Regions from separate parts of the Mus musculus genome. Here region 2 is linked to region 1. A link is a contact called in public ChIA-PET data. All regions are on one chromosome and are shown on one strand. The core of a region is the stretch at or near the end of the contact, and the rest is flanking DNA. Distances in the headings are between cores, read along the strand shown. Region 1 holds the start of 4930478L05Rik (RIKEN cDNA 4930478L05 gene). Region 2 has its middle 19 kb from the start of Gm24861.

Evidence for each region. ChIA-PET counts read pairs in DNA pulled down with a chosen protein or histone mark.
Region 2: an RNA polymerase II ChIA-PET map of effector CD8 T cells shows a contact between it and region 1, with 6 read pairs. The contact joins the enhancer-like site here to the promoter of 4930478L05Rik in region 1. A contact is called at or near these places in 2 of 484 Hi-C or Micro-C datasets (Sertoli cells and nephron progenitors), 3 of 115 datasets of contacts at active chromatin or transcription factors (effector CD8 T cells and embryonic stem cells) and 3 of 9 other capture datasets (adipose tissue, liver and pancreatic islet).

Annotation. Positions count from the first base shown.
Region 1 is chr16:78,557,198-78,563,914 of GRCm38.p6, reverse strand. 4930478L05Rik (RIKEN cDNA 4930478L05 gene) reads right to left here and starts at 3,599. Exons shown (of 3, transcript NR_040569.1): 1 at 3,148-3,599; 2 at 1,939-2,081; 3 at 1-330. All of the region lies in intron 2 of D16Ertd472e (DNA segment, Chr 16, ERATO Doi 472, expressed), which reads left to right. It overlaps LOC115488614 (a long non-coding RNA gene), which reads left to right. Exons shown (of 2, transcript XR_003951854.1): 1 at 1-3,769; 2 at 4,895-6,717.
Region 2 is chr16:78,602,369-78,609,085 of GRCm38.p6, reverse strand. No RefSeq gene overlaps it. Among named protein-coding and RNA genes, the nearest start is that of Gm24861, 19 kb to the left of the region's middle. Within about 2 kb of position 2,580, at least 12 of the 459 cell types and tissues checked have an H3K27ac peak or open chromatin away from gene starts, as enhancers often do. A contact at or near this core is called in effector CD8 T cells, where this site is marked.

The DNA.
Region 1 (6,717 bases), core at 2,350-4,849:
AAGAATGTGAACCTAGCTCCGCCCATGTGGGGTTCAGTTCAGACAAGCCTTTATCGTGCGCCCTTCTGATTACAGCTGCTTTTCTTGGGAAACATCCTTTGATTTCAGCTCACTTTCCACTCTCATCTCTAATGAGGTTCAGCTAACAAAACCATTGCAAAAGTACACAGGGATACACAGTCCTGAGCCGGGCCAACAGACAGGAATCCCCATTGCCGTGAGACTGAGCCCATCTGAAGTAAGCACTCCGTTACTTACTTATGGAGAGGTTCACCCTCCTCTGCATAGGCAACAGGAAATGAGTAACACTTCCTCTCACTCAGTGATAAACTGCAGCAAGAAAAAGAAAAGAAGAAAAATGTGGAAATTGGAAACCCTTAACATTATGAACTGATCTCAAGTGAAATCTAGCAGTTGTTATAGCAAACATAGATTTCTCCCATCTTGGCCAAGCAGAAATAATTGTATCCTCATCTGTGTGTGACAAAATGAAGGGACCCAAGTGGAGTTGTCCTCCAGTCTCTTAGAAAGTAAAAGACACACTGGAGCTCAGACCCAGGTAGGGCTCCGTGGCCAGCCGCTGATACAGCCGCAGCCACCGGGTAAAGGACGCTTCTTTGACTTTCTTCTGCTTGCGTTGCTTTAACTGTAGATCACACACTCAGATAGTGGCACCCTAAGGCCGTGAATGGCACCTTCACTATGGCAGTGACATTCTCTCTATAATTAGTGCCACCTTCCCTGTAATGGAGATATCCTTTCTGAGATAGTGACTGGCACTCCTTACAGAGAGTCCCTCCTCATCGGGTTTTCCCATTGTCTATAGTTAGTCCTTCAGGCTGCTTCCCACTGTGTTGCATTTGTTTTGTTGGATAAAACTATATTGGCGCATTTTTTGCCCTAGCCCGCCTAGCCTCACCCCTGGTCTTTTGTGACCTTGTACCTGCTAATATCTAGCAGATTGTCTTCTATTTCTCTCCCCTCAAATCATCTACATTTGCAGCTAATTTTAAACATCTTCACTTGTATAATTTGTGAGCACCTGAGACTGCGAATCTGAAGGTAAATTATTCTATGCCGTATGTCATTTTTGGACTGGAATCCTTCCTCCTGTCTGCTGTTGGAGATGAAGCATGGGAGATGGTACAGACTTATACACCTCATGGAATGATGCAGGAGGGTTACCGCCACAAAAGGACTATGCAGTCAAAGTCCTTTAAAAGGTTACATTTCTGGTCTGGGCTTTGTGGCTTGCGCAGATAATTTCCATACACAGAAGTCTGAGGCAGGAAGATTGTGGTGTGTTTGAGACTGAGTTTAAGAGGTGGCGCACGCCTTTAATCCCAGCACTTGGGAGGCAGAGGCAGGCGGATTTCTGAGTTCGAGGCCAGCCTGGTCTACAAAGTGAGTTCCAGGATAGCCAGGGCTATACCCTATCTCGAAAAACCAAAAAAAGACACAGTTCCATACCCTGTCTCACAGAAACAAAAAAGCTCCCTCAGATGAGCAGACCGTATGCCATCCCCCCCCTTCTGTTTTATTCTCTGCTCTTGTTTCGGGACGGGATTTTGCTGTGTAGGTTTGGCGGGCCTGTCTGGCCTTGAACATGCAGAGGTTTACCTGCCTGTTTCCCACCTACCAGGACTAAAGGCGTATATATCACTGCCCCTGCTTCAGTATGAACCTTCCATTACACCCTCATCTTCGTGGAAACCTGTCCACTTTACTGCTGCAGGGACTTGCCGGTATGTTTGTCTCCTGCACCATTTCCTTTTCCTATGTAATTCCGTAAAGACCAGCGAATGTTCAGCCAGTACAGAAGGACTAGCAGAATAGTGCTTGAGTGGTTAATTGGTGAATGAACATGGAAGAATGCTAAGGACCAGCCTCGGCTTGGAGAGGTTCTGAGGAAGGGGAGCAGTGAAAGAAAGGACTCACAATCAAATCGTGGGTTGAAGCTGGCGATTTGTGCTCTGCTGGAGATAGCGTCCCTGCCTGCCATCTCTCTGTTCTGCGGTCTTTCTCTCTGATCTGCTTTCTCTCTGTGTTCTGATGCTTCTCCAGGCAGTTCTCTTGCTGTTCTAAAAAAAAAAAAATTCTCTGGATATCTCTTCTCTTGCAGATCATGAACTCAGTCTTTTATTTTACATATCAATCCGGTCATTTACTCCAGGTTTCCCTTTGACCATCCTATGAATCTGCATCCCGTGCCCCCAGCCTCCTAATTCTTAGAAGACAGGAAACCCACATTTTCTTTTAACATTGCAAAAGAAGTCAGAGATCTGCCTGCCTCTGTTAAGCACGTCAGTAAGCTAGCTGGGTGGGACCCAGTCCTGAAATTACCTTTTCTAACACACCTAAATTTCTAAATAAATAGAATAAATAGACCTAAATTTCCTCCATCCCAGGCTGACCTTGAACTCAGGAATCTGCCTGCATTTGCATCTGCCTGTCTTTGTATCTTTCTGACAAGCCGGCTCATAGTGTAGCTGCCTCTGTTTCTGTAGATCCGTGGAACCCTTTATTCAATTCATATTGCATCCTTATGTTTTTGCATAGTTGAAAAGTTATATATTTCCGAACTCATGTCCTTAAGAGCTGTGTTTTCCACAGCCTTAAGGGCTGTCCTGAAGGTCCCAGCATTTACCATCTTGCTAAAACATTAGCCACACCTTAGCCTCCTGGACTGATGCCGTCTGGGATTATCATGGCCATCATTAATGTGAACCGGAAGGACATTCCTTGAAGGACTGTGAAAATATGTATATTATTACACAGACGAGCCCTAAGCCCATGTCTCCTGGCATATGACATTCTGTTCCTACTAAGGCCATGTCAGAAGAACTTCAGAGAATTGCCTTTAAGATTTTTCTTCTAAAGCAACTCACAAGGAAACTTTGGTCTATTTACCAAATTACCTAAGGACTTTCTGGAGCTGTGAGTCTTAATAATATAACCAAAGAGCTTTGTCTTCCTTTGAGAATAACACCACAGTACAGCTAGCACTAACAGTTGTGTCTAGTTATTTTAGTTGACTAGAAGTATAAAAGCAGTGTTTGAGCAGGCTGTCTTGGAATGCTTTTCTAGGCTCCTTTGACACAGACAAACACTACTTCTGGATGCAGCAGCCGCCGCGTGGGCACTCACTGCAGATAATCTTGACTGCTTTGAAATCGGTGATCAAGACAAGCACGTGGACTGCACAACCCAGAGCACTCTATTAATAATAATAATTGTTATTATTATTAATAACAAATGCATAAAAAAGACTCTCTAGCTCAAAATCATGGTCGATTCATCCCAGCAGCCAGGAGTGAAATGTGTTACGAGACATACAAAAACACTGAATCCAAACAGAAAGTACTCAGAATTAATTCCAGCAGCTGACAACAGGTGTCATGGTTGAAATGATGAACAAGTTTCCCCAGATGGTAGACAGAAGTCAACCACTCGAGATTAAAAGGTGATTTCTGTTATCACAGGCACAGAATCATGGCCTTGGAGAAAATGAGGGCAGGAAGTGAAGAGTTAGGGCTGAAATGGAGTCACAGCACTGCTCGCTGCCTTGCACCGCAGCAGGTGATAGTTCTCTCATTTGCAAAGGCAAGTCAGCTGCAGACCGGAAGCAGGCTTCTCACTTCCGCTTCCGCTCCTCCTCTGTCACGGCATTACTCCCTCACGGGTTCTTCTTCAGAAGCCATTTATTTTCTCTCCTCTCGCTCACCACAACACCCGCACCGAGGCCTCTCCGTCTGTACGACCAAGAAAGGTCTTTAAAACACAAGCCTGATCCTGCATATGTTTGGTTATGACTCGTCAATGAGCCCGCCCTTGCCATTTCTTCCGGGTCAAGCTCTTTTAGCTCCCGGATGCAGAGTGCTAAGTATAACATGATTAGCTACTTTTGGTTTAGTTAATTCGGAGTTCATAGAGAGTATTTTTTTTAATTAGATATTTTCTTTATATACATTTCAAATGCTATCCCGAAAGTTCCTTATACCCTCCCCACACCCTGCTCCCCAACCCACCCACTCCCGCTTCTTGGCCCTGGCATTCCCCTGTACTGGGGCATATAAAGTTTGCAATACCAAGGAGCCTCTCTTCCCAGTGATGGCTGACTCGGCCATCTTCTGCTACATATGCAGCTAGAGATAAGAGCTCTGGGGGGTACTGGTTAGTTCATATTGTTGTTCCACCTATAGGGTTGCAGACCCCTCTTATCATACCCCCCTTTTACTTTTCTTAACTGTTAAAATTAAACCTAGTATCTGACTTGCTCTGTCAATGAACTGTATCCCACCTCTTGTTTTTTAGTTTTTTGGGGTTTGCTTTTTTTTTTTTTTTTTTTTTTTTTTTTATTTTCAGGCGAGATCTCACTAGTTTTCCAGGCAGCCCTTGAACATGCAGTAAGACAAGCTGACATTAAACTTGCCAACCTCCTAAGGCAACCTCTTCCATAGCTGGGATATATATATATATATCCTGTACTACCAAGCCCAGGATTCCAGGAGCCCTCTTAACTGCTCACCCCTGCCTTTCATTCCTCCTCCAGCGTAACTCTAGACTCCATTGCCTTCTTCCTGTCTTAGTTTTATTTATGCCTTTAGTAGCCTCATGAATTCCCTGTGCCCTAAATACTATGTAGCTCTCCTCCTTGAATGTAATTGCTGAGCTCTTGGAGTATGTATGAAGTGAGAAAGACTGATGAATAAGACCATGATGGGAGAGGAGCCATGCTTGTGCGGAGAAGAATTGGTGGATCTAGGGGTGTGTCCAATTTCTCCTAGGTGTTGCTGTTACTGGGTTACTGGGCCCCTTTTCCATTAATACGGTAGCTTCATGTTCTGTGGATGTTGAAGTTTGAATTGCTGAGGAGTTGGCCTTTCTGTCCCAGGTTTTCCACCTCTGCATCTGACCCCCTCTTCCTGCAGCAGGGCCAGGCAGTGTTGGTTGTTTTAAGCCGAAAGCAGCAGACAGTGTACGCCCTGTTCACTTAGCAACTTTTCCCCGGTGCCCCTTTTATTTCTTGGCTCTCCACCAAGGATTGACAGGTAAACAAAACTCTTGTTTTGGTTATGATTTTACTTCTAGGGGGAATGGGGGTCGCCTGTATTCTCTTGGGGTTAAATGTTCTGCTAGACGCAGTGTTATCAGAGAAAGAACTCAACAAAAGTTTTCGTATGATATGCTTTGGGAACGAATGGGGCTGTCCCTCCAGTGCCTTCGCCTTTCTTGGCTTACTTAGTTGGCTGAAACATGGCCCAGAACCTAAGCCTAATCTGTCTTGACCAAAGGAACGCCGGTGTTCATTCTCAGACCAAACTGTGTTTCTTCTCAGAAATGTCTGTGGTGTTTTGAATTTTTCCTACTTAAAATGTAAGCGGCATTGTTCTTCTCAAACAAAATAGTCAAAATACAGAAAGGAAAGCGAGTAGAGGGATTCATAACCATCCAGCATGTTTACTGATCTCAGTGTTTCTGGGGCAAAGGCATGTGGGGAGGGAAATTGTACTTATAAAAGGAAAGTTGGTGCCCACGCCATTACCACCCAGTATCTTCATATACAACATAAGGAGCATTCTTCCCAGGCAGTAGGTCACTCTTTACACATCAGCGTTTTTAAAGTATTAGTATGGCCTTGAGAACTGCTTGCTTAGTTTCCAGTGTAGCAGTGCTGAGACACTGTGACACAGCTCTTTCCCTTGCCTGGTGAAATTCCTGTTGTGCTGCAGCTTAAATTCCCAGGAGAAGATGTGGGCAGTGAAGGTAGGCTTATCGTGTGCTTCAATGTCTCCCCACACCACTAAGTTGATACCATGCACTCTGTCATTTAAAACCCGTTCTTGTTTCATTGTGCAATCAGTTGCCTTCCTTTAGTTTTCTCACCTGTTCATTTAGTTCAAAGTTATTTTTTACCCTAGAATTATGATGAGATAGTTATGACAAATAGCCATACTACTTAAAGATGGTTATGCCACCCAAGATAAAATATATGTCAGTGGGCCACTGCTCCAACATTAATAGGTTCCTGTGTTCATCTCTGTTGAGATATGTTATAAAAAGAAACACTTGTATGACTGAGCAAAGAAAAGGGAAGCTGCATCGTCTGCTGCCAAAATACCACATCCGTTTGGTTCAGGTTGGTCTAAAACACAGGTTTAGTTTTAGCTTTCCACAGCATAATTGAAGGATGTTACAGAACACTCAAAAAATACTTACCTGGAACGTGAGGGTCTGTGGTTCAAATGTAAGCAAAGATACGGAGTTGTAGAACTCCTGTTTTATAGTAATAATCTGGGGTCACTTTGTCTCTCCTACCTGTTAAGAAAGTCAGTTTCTCAGTCCAAACCTTGGCTGGAGAGACAGTAACTGAGAAGATGAACCACAGTTCATCTTAGTTTCTGTCTTAGCTAGGGTTTTACTGCTGTGATCAGGCACCATGACCAAGGCAACTCTTTTTTTTTTCTATTACATATTTTCCTTAATTACATTTCCAATGCTATCCCAAAAGCCCCCCACACCCTCCCCCCACACACACCCCTACCCACCCATTCCCATTTTTTGGTCCTGGCGTTCCCCTGTACTGGGGCATATTAAGTTTGCCTGTCCAATGGGCCTCTCTTTCCAGTGATGGCCGACTAGGTCATCTTTTGATACATATGCAGCTAGAGTCAAGAGCTCCGGGGTACTGGTTAGTTCATAATGTTGCACCTACAG
Region 2 (6,717 bases), core at 1,331-3,830, 46 kb before region 1:
TTACCCAAGGAGCTAAAGGGAACTGCAACCCTATAGGTGGAACAACAATATGAACTAACCAGTACCCAGGAGCTCTTGTCTTTAGCTGCATATGTATCAAAAGATGGCCTAGTCGGCCATCACTGCAAAGAGAGGCCCATTGGACTTGCAAACTTTATATGCCCCAGTACAGGGGAACGCCAGGGCCAAAAAGGGGGAGTGGTGGGTAGGGGATTGGGGGGGTGGGTATGGGGGACCTTTGGGATAGCATTGAAAATGTAAATGAGGAAAATACCTAATTAAAAAAAAAGAATGTAAACATGTCAAAGATAAAGAAAGTTTAAAAGTAATAATCAAAACTATAAAAGCTTTACAAGACACTGAAAATGGAAGATGCACTTGTATGTGGAATTTGTCAGACATGATAACCAGGGGCTCCAAAGGGGGTGGGAACTCACTGAATTCATGAGCACATGGCAGAACTTTCAGTAAACTCACAGAACTGTGCCTAGGGGTGTGGCCCTTCCATCACAGTGACTCAGGATGCTGATGCTGAAGAATCACAAATTGCTGGCCAGCCTGGGCTACAGATTGACTTCAAGGTCATCCTGACAACTTATTGAAGCCCTATGTCAAAATAAACGTTTAAAAGAGGGCTGGAGATATAGCTCAGTGGTAGAGAACTTGTCTAGCAAGTGAGAAGGCATGGTTTCAATCTCCTGAACTGCAGAACAGAACAGGGTGGTGAGGGGAGAAGAGAAGGAGGGAAAGGAGGTGAAGAGGGTGCAGGAGGTGAAGGAGAAAGCAAAGGAAATTTTAAAATATAAAAATTATTTTTGTTAAATAAAGGTCATCTCAGCAGTAATGCAAGAAACAAAATGATGTCTATCAAAATCAAATTGGTAAACATTTAAATTTATATTGATACCTACTGGTAGCATCAGGGAGATAAGACAGACATGTTGGCATGCAGCTGCTCTGGGAGAGTATAGACCCAGCCTTGGTAGAACGTATTACATTGTGTCTAGGAATAGTCAAGATAAAGCAAATGGTTCGCTTCCAATGAGAACAGTGCAAGGCTTGTCCTAGCTGCCTGGCTTCTGGAGAATATTCTCCAAGTGTGAAGAAAGTAAAGCAGGACCACACTCTGCATTTTATGCAAAACTAGGGAATGTCTTGAAATTTGACTGTAGTATATACTATCCAATTTCAGGGAGAAAAAGAACGAATGATTAGCAAGGGATGAAAAAGGCAGCTGGGCTAAGTGGGTGGAGATACTCGCTGCAAAGCAGGAGGCTAGTTTTCTTTTTCCTGACCCATCATCTTCAGGGTAAGAATTTAATTTTCCAGTTTATTTTATGGTCCTGAGATGACAGGTCAGACTCTCTAGCTGTTGTGTCAGGAAAGAAGAAAGAGGAAAAGTCAAGTCCACCTAGATGTCAATTGAGCCACATTCTTTGAGTGAGTTCTGTGTTTAAAACATGAACCCAACCCCTCCATGGATGAGGGAGCAGTCACACTCACTTCTTAAACAGTGCCATCACCTACTACACAGAAGATGGCTGCTATGCAAGAAAAGCTTAGCAGCTTTGCAGCAGAAGTCATTAGATGATACATTAAAATGAAGAGAGGTGGTGAGACAGCTCAGTCAGTAAATGATTGCCCTGCAAACATGACAAACTGTGTTCACACTTCAGAATCTGTGTTATTTAAAGGAAATTACATGTAACGACAGTTAATGAAAAAAAAAAGAGGTCATAAGCTTGAAAGCGCTAAAGGAAGGGTGTGCATGCAGTGGGGTTCGGTGGGGGTGGGGTGAGATGTGGGAAATTACGTTATAATCTCACAAATAAAAATAATAAAATGAAAAAAAAGAAGGGAAGGAAGGAACAAAGGAAGGAAGGAAGGAATGAAGGGGAAAAAGGAAGAGCAAGTTTGTTGCAGGGGAAATGTGCCAGTCAATTTGAAAGCTTACGACTGAATCCAATAACTGAGATTTTCCTGTTACCAGGATTTCAGTTTTTGACCCTTAACTGCTTTTCCCACGCTGCTTTCTGTGGTAGAAATACAGAAAGATGTAAGAACACACTGCTGGTTCTCTGGACACCACTTTAACTCAACTGGGGAATATTCTCTCACCCCATATTCCTATTCCTCCCTTCTTAAATGTTCTGTGTTCAGATGATTAAGTTTTAGAAGACAACAGGTGCTGATGAAGATGCAAAGCCATCCTATAAAGTTGAAAATCCTATTCTGTGAGAATATTAGAACTCTCATACCTGCTCAGGACAAGATTCGTTTGGCTTTTAGTTACACAATACAACATTGCAACTACTTTGTTTAGCCTATAGGCTCCCGGAAATTGTATGCATTATTGACTGCTTACTCGTCATAAACTTTTTCTTAAATTACGCAACTGCAAATATGGCAGGAAAGGTTGATGTGGCTTGCAATTCTAGGTTATAGTCCATCGTTGTGAGAAAGTTGAGGCAGAAAATCAAAACGTCACATCCAGAGTAGAAAGCAGAGAAAGAGTGAACATAACGTCTCTGCTTGCTTGCTGCTTCTGCTCAAAGAGCTCTCCTCACACTTACATAGTTTAACGCTCAGCACAGGAAATAGTTCTGCACACATTCAGGGTGGGTCTTCCCACCTCAGTTAACTACAGCTATGCTTCTCTCACACACACACATGCCCACAGGCCAGTCTGATGTAGATAATCCCTCATTAAGACTGTCTTCCCAGGTGATTCTAGCTTGCGTCACGTTCACAGTTCACACTCACCAACACAGTAGCTAATCATCTCAGACAGAGCCCACTCTGCTGGTAAATTTGTTGTTTTACTCAAGTTTTCCCAGGGAGTCAAGGCTGAATAATTTATAAAGTGAGCTGCTTTGTTTTTATGATTTTTTACTTAGCTCTCTGGGTTTATCACTTTTAGTTGGGCTTGACTTTGAGTCAATTTCTGAAGTGGCTTTTATAGTACTCTTACTCACAGCTAGTAACTATTATGGGAACTTCACAGAGCCTCATTAAGCAGAGAGGAGAGAATAATTAGGGTTCCTTGGCAGATTTACAACCGAGAAAGCATTAATGTGTCCTTCTATAAATAAACTACATTCTTCTATATGTATGCACAATAGTTACTCATTTTGCAGAGAGCAAACAAGCTATTAAGTTGGTGTCCCCATTTATAAAATGCAAAGCAGAACAAAGGAAACCTACACATTTGAAGAACATTGTTTGATAATGCAGGCATGTTCTGAAAACTATCTTGTTAGGTGATTGCAACATTGTGGGAACAAATACCATGGGTGCTTATGTAAACCTCAATGATAGAAGCCAATCAGTTGACTGACCTTTAGATACAATCAAGGGAGATGGTAAACATTAAATATGAGGCTTAGCCAGCAAAGCCAGCATGGCTTTATAGCAAACTTCTCAAAATAAATAGAAGGAATGCATCCTAAATTAAAAATGGAAACTGTAAGATAATAAATACACACAAAATCCCCCACCTCCTCTCTCTCTCTCTCTCTCTCTCTCTCTCTCTCTCTCTCTCTCGCACACACACACACACACACACACACACACACACACAAAGCAAAGTAACACAGCCATGTTCAGTATTATGGAGTTATATTGTGTAACTTCTGTCATTGTTTGTACTATGCTTTATACAACGGCAGTACAGGTTTGCTTACACCAACAATATTACTAACACAGGAATAATGTCTTGTACTGCGATATTATGACAACTACAATGTCACTAGCTGAAAGAAATTTTGGAATTCTGTAGCCCATAATAATTTTATGGGTTCACCTTCACATGTGTGTCAGTTATTAATCAAATCATCATTACATGGCATATTCTGAGCCTCGTACTTAACAAACACATTTTGTGTTTCTAACTTCTGGTTTGCTTGCCCTGTGACCCCCTCAGGGGTATTGTGGGCTGTTTTCACACTATAATACAACAATTTAAGCCTTTTTCATCTGATATGCTGATACTGACAGTGTGTGGCTTCTATTGTAGGCACTCAACATTATTGGTACCCAATTCTGTAGGGCTCTGCATTGCTCAGGGTCTTCCACTGTCTTGGTGTCACCTTCCTTGTTTCCCATCGTTTCAGGAGGATTTATTCACTCTTCATAACGACTTCTTCAGGTTCCCTCCTGAAACACGTCTGAGACAAAACCTTGATCCAGTAAATAAGACATCCATCACACTTTTGCTTTCGTTTGTTGTTTTTTATTGTTTTAATGGCAGATGTTAAGATGGGCAAACAGAGATCTTTAAACATGTAAATACCAGGTCTTGACCCTGTAGGGAAACACTAACTAGGTGCTTATTGTTGATTAATAATAAACAACTTATTTGTCAGAGATTTAATCATTCATTGATTCAAGAAATATGATGTATCTATGAAATGACTAGAAATATGCTAGAGCAAAGTTCCAAGAGTAGGCAGGCGGGTAGAGAGTCCAATGGCATCAACATGGGAGACTGAGTCTTAAAAAATAATCACAGAAACTCATTCACACTTGAAAACTCAGACAAGTGCCATGGAGGAGAGGTGTGTAGTCCTATGAGCTTACCAATGATGAACAAATTATGTTGGACCAATTGTCTCAATGAGAGAAATACAAAATTCATACTTTCAAAAAAATCTGAATATGTCAAAAGCTACCAATACTCTGAGAAGTTGATGGAATAAAATCCATCTGGAGTAAAGGTAAATGCTATGAGGTGATTCTAAAAGAATGACTCTAGCTCTTGGGGTACTTGTTAATTTCAGTGGTGGCTCAGAAGACAGGAAGTGCTTCCTATAATTTCCTGTTTTTTTCTGGGACATTTAAAACCCAATATGAAAGAGTGGGTCTTGAAAAACTCTGGAGACTTTGAGAAACCAATTTGTGAGGAGGGGGTTCAGATTCCATCTTAGAGAACCTGACCTAAGTTTGAACTCAATCAAGTACACTAACAGGCTGGTACTTAGCACCAGTCCCCAGGTTATTCCCCCCAAAAAAAAATCTTCACACCCCCCCCCCCCAGGATACAAGTCTGCCCCGGCACTTCACTTTCTAACAACCACCAATCAAAAGGAAAGCAGAAGTTAAGTTTATAGTTTAATTCCCAGCACCAGCCAATTATGTTAAAGGCCATAATGGCCCCCCAATCAGATGTGTACCAGGCTACATACCCCCTTCCTGCCTGTATAACTGCTTGTCTAAAACTAGGCTCATGGCTCTACCTTCCTGCTGTTTCAGGATTGGTGAGGAGCCCAAGCTAGAACTTGAATAAAGAGACCCTAATATGATTCCACCGAATTTGACTCCTTGATGGTCTTTTGGGATTTGTGAACATTTCCTGGTACAGCAACTTTAGATGACAAAAGGCAGCACACATGACTGCCCCCTCTAAAGAATAATGAATTTGTTCTTTGTCTTTAATGAGTAAGGATGATGGTCCTGGCTCTATAGTCAGTGAATGACTCAAATTTTCAGTGTTAATGAATCTGTGTCACCAATTGCTTTGATTATGAAGGGTTTCTTTAGTCGTGTATTCAACTGTACCGTCAAGCACAACAGGAGGAGGAGGAATCAAGAATATCATTTTTGTTCTGTTGCAAAGGAAATTCAATCCAGCACCATGGCTGCTCTGATCACATTAAGACCTTTTAGGTCTGACTGGAATCCTTAGTACACATCTTCAATCCTAAACAGTGACTTCTAAATGAGGAGGGGCAGACAAAGTGATGAATCAGAGAAAGATTTAATGAGTCAGAGATAGGATAGGGCCAGTTCTCAGGATAAAAGCTACTTAAGAGCAGCACAGGGAGAACAGAGTCAGTTCTATTCAGTCAGTAGTTCAGTCAGCTCATCAGTGAGTTGGGAGGCAGTGCAGTGCAGTGCAGGGCAGGGCAGTGCAGGGCAGTGCAGTGCAGGGCAGTGCAGTGCAGTGCAGGGCCGTGCCGTGCAGGGCAGGGCAGTGCAGGGCAGTGCAGTGCAGTGCAGGGCAGTGCAGTGCAGGGCGGTGCAGTGCAGTGCAGTACAGGGCAGTGCAGTGCAGTGCAGGGCAGGGCAGTGCAGTGCAGTGCAGGGCAGGGCAGTGCAGTACAGGGCGGTGCAGTGCAGTGCAGGGCGGTACAGGGCAGTGCAGGGCGGTGCAGTGCAGTGCAGGGTGGTGCAGGGCAGTGCAGGGCAGTGCAGTGCAGTGCAGTTGAATTTGTGGGATTATGCAGCTCAGTGCAGGTCAGCAGAGGAAGTTGAAGTCAAAGAAGAAGGATCCAGAAGATTAAACAAAAGATTGCTAGAGTTAGTTTGAGGCCAAGTGAAACAATTCAGTGAGGAGCCCAGAGGAACCAATTTAAATCAGTCAGCTTAGAGAAGAGTTCCAGCCAGAACAACCGAGTTAAACCAGCTAACCAGAGTTCAGAAAGAGCTAGAAGTAGGAGCGTATGCATCAGTAAGCCTCTGAGATGACAATTACATCAGGTAAATAAAAGTGACATTTACATTCGATTCATTTGTCTCCTCAGATCCAGTGTGTAGTAAAGACTTTAATAGCGTTAATCAGACAGTGACCAACTTGCTTTTGTTTATTTACTTGGTGACATAAAGAGCTCTAAACAACCAACTGATACTCTAAGCTTTGTTTTAGGTACCTATATTCTATATGCCAGGTAGAATCATTCCACTCTTGTGTGTGTGTGTGTGTGTGTGTGTGTGTGTGTG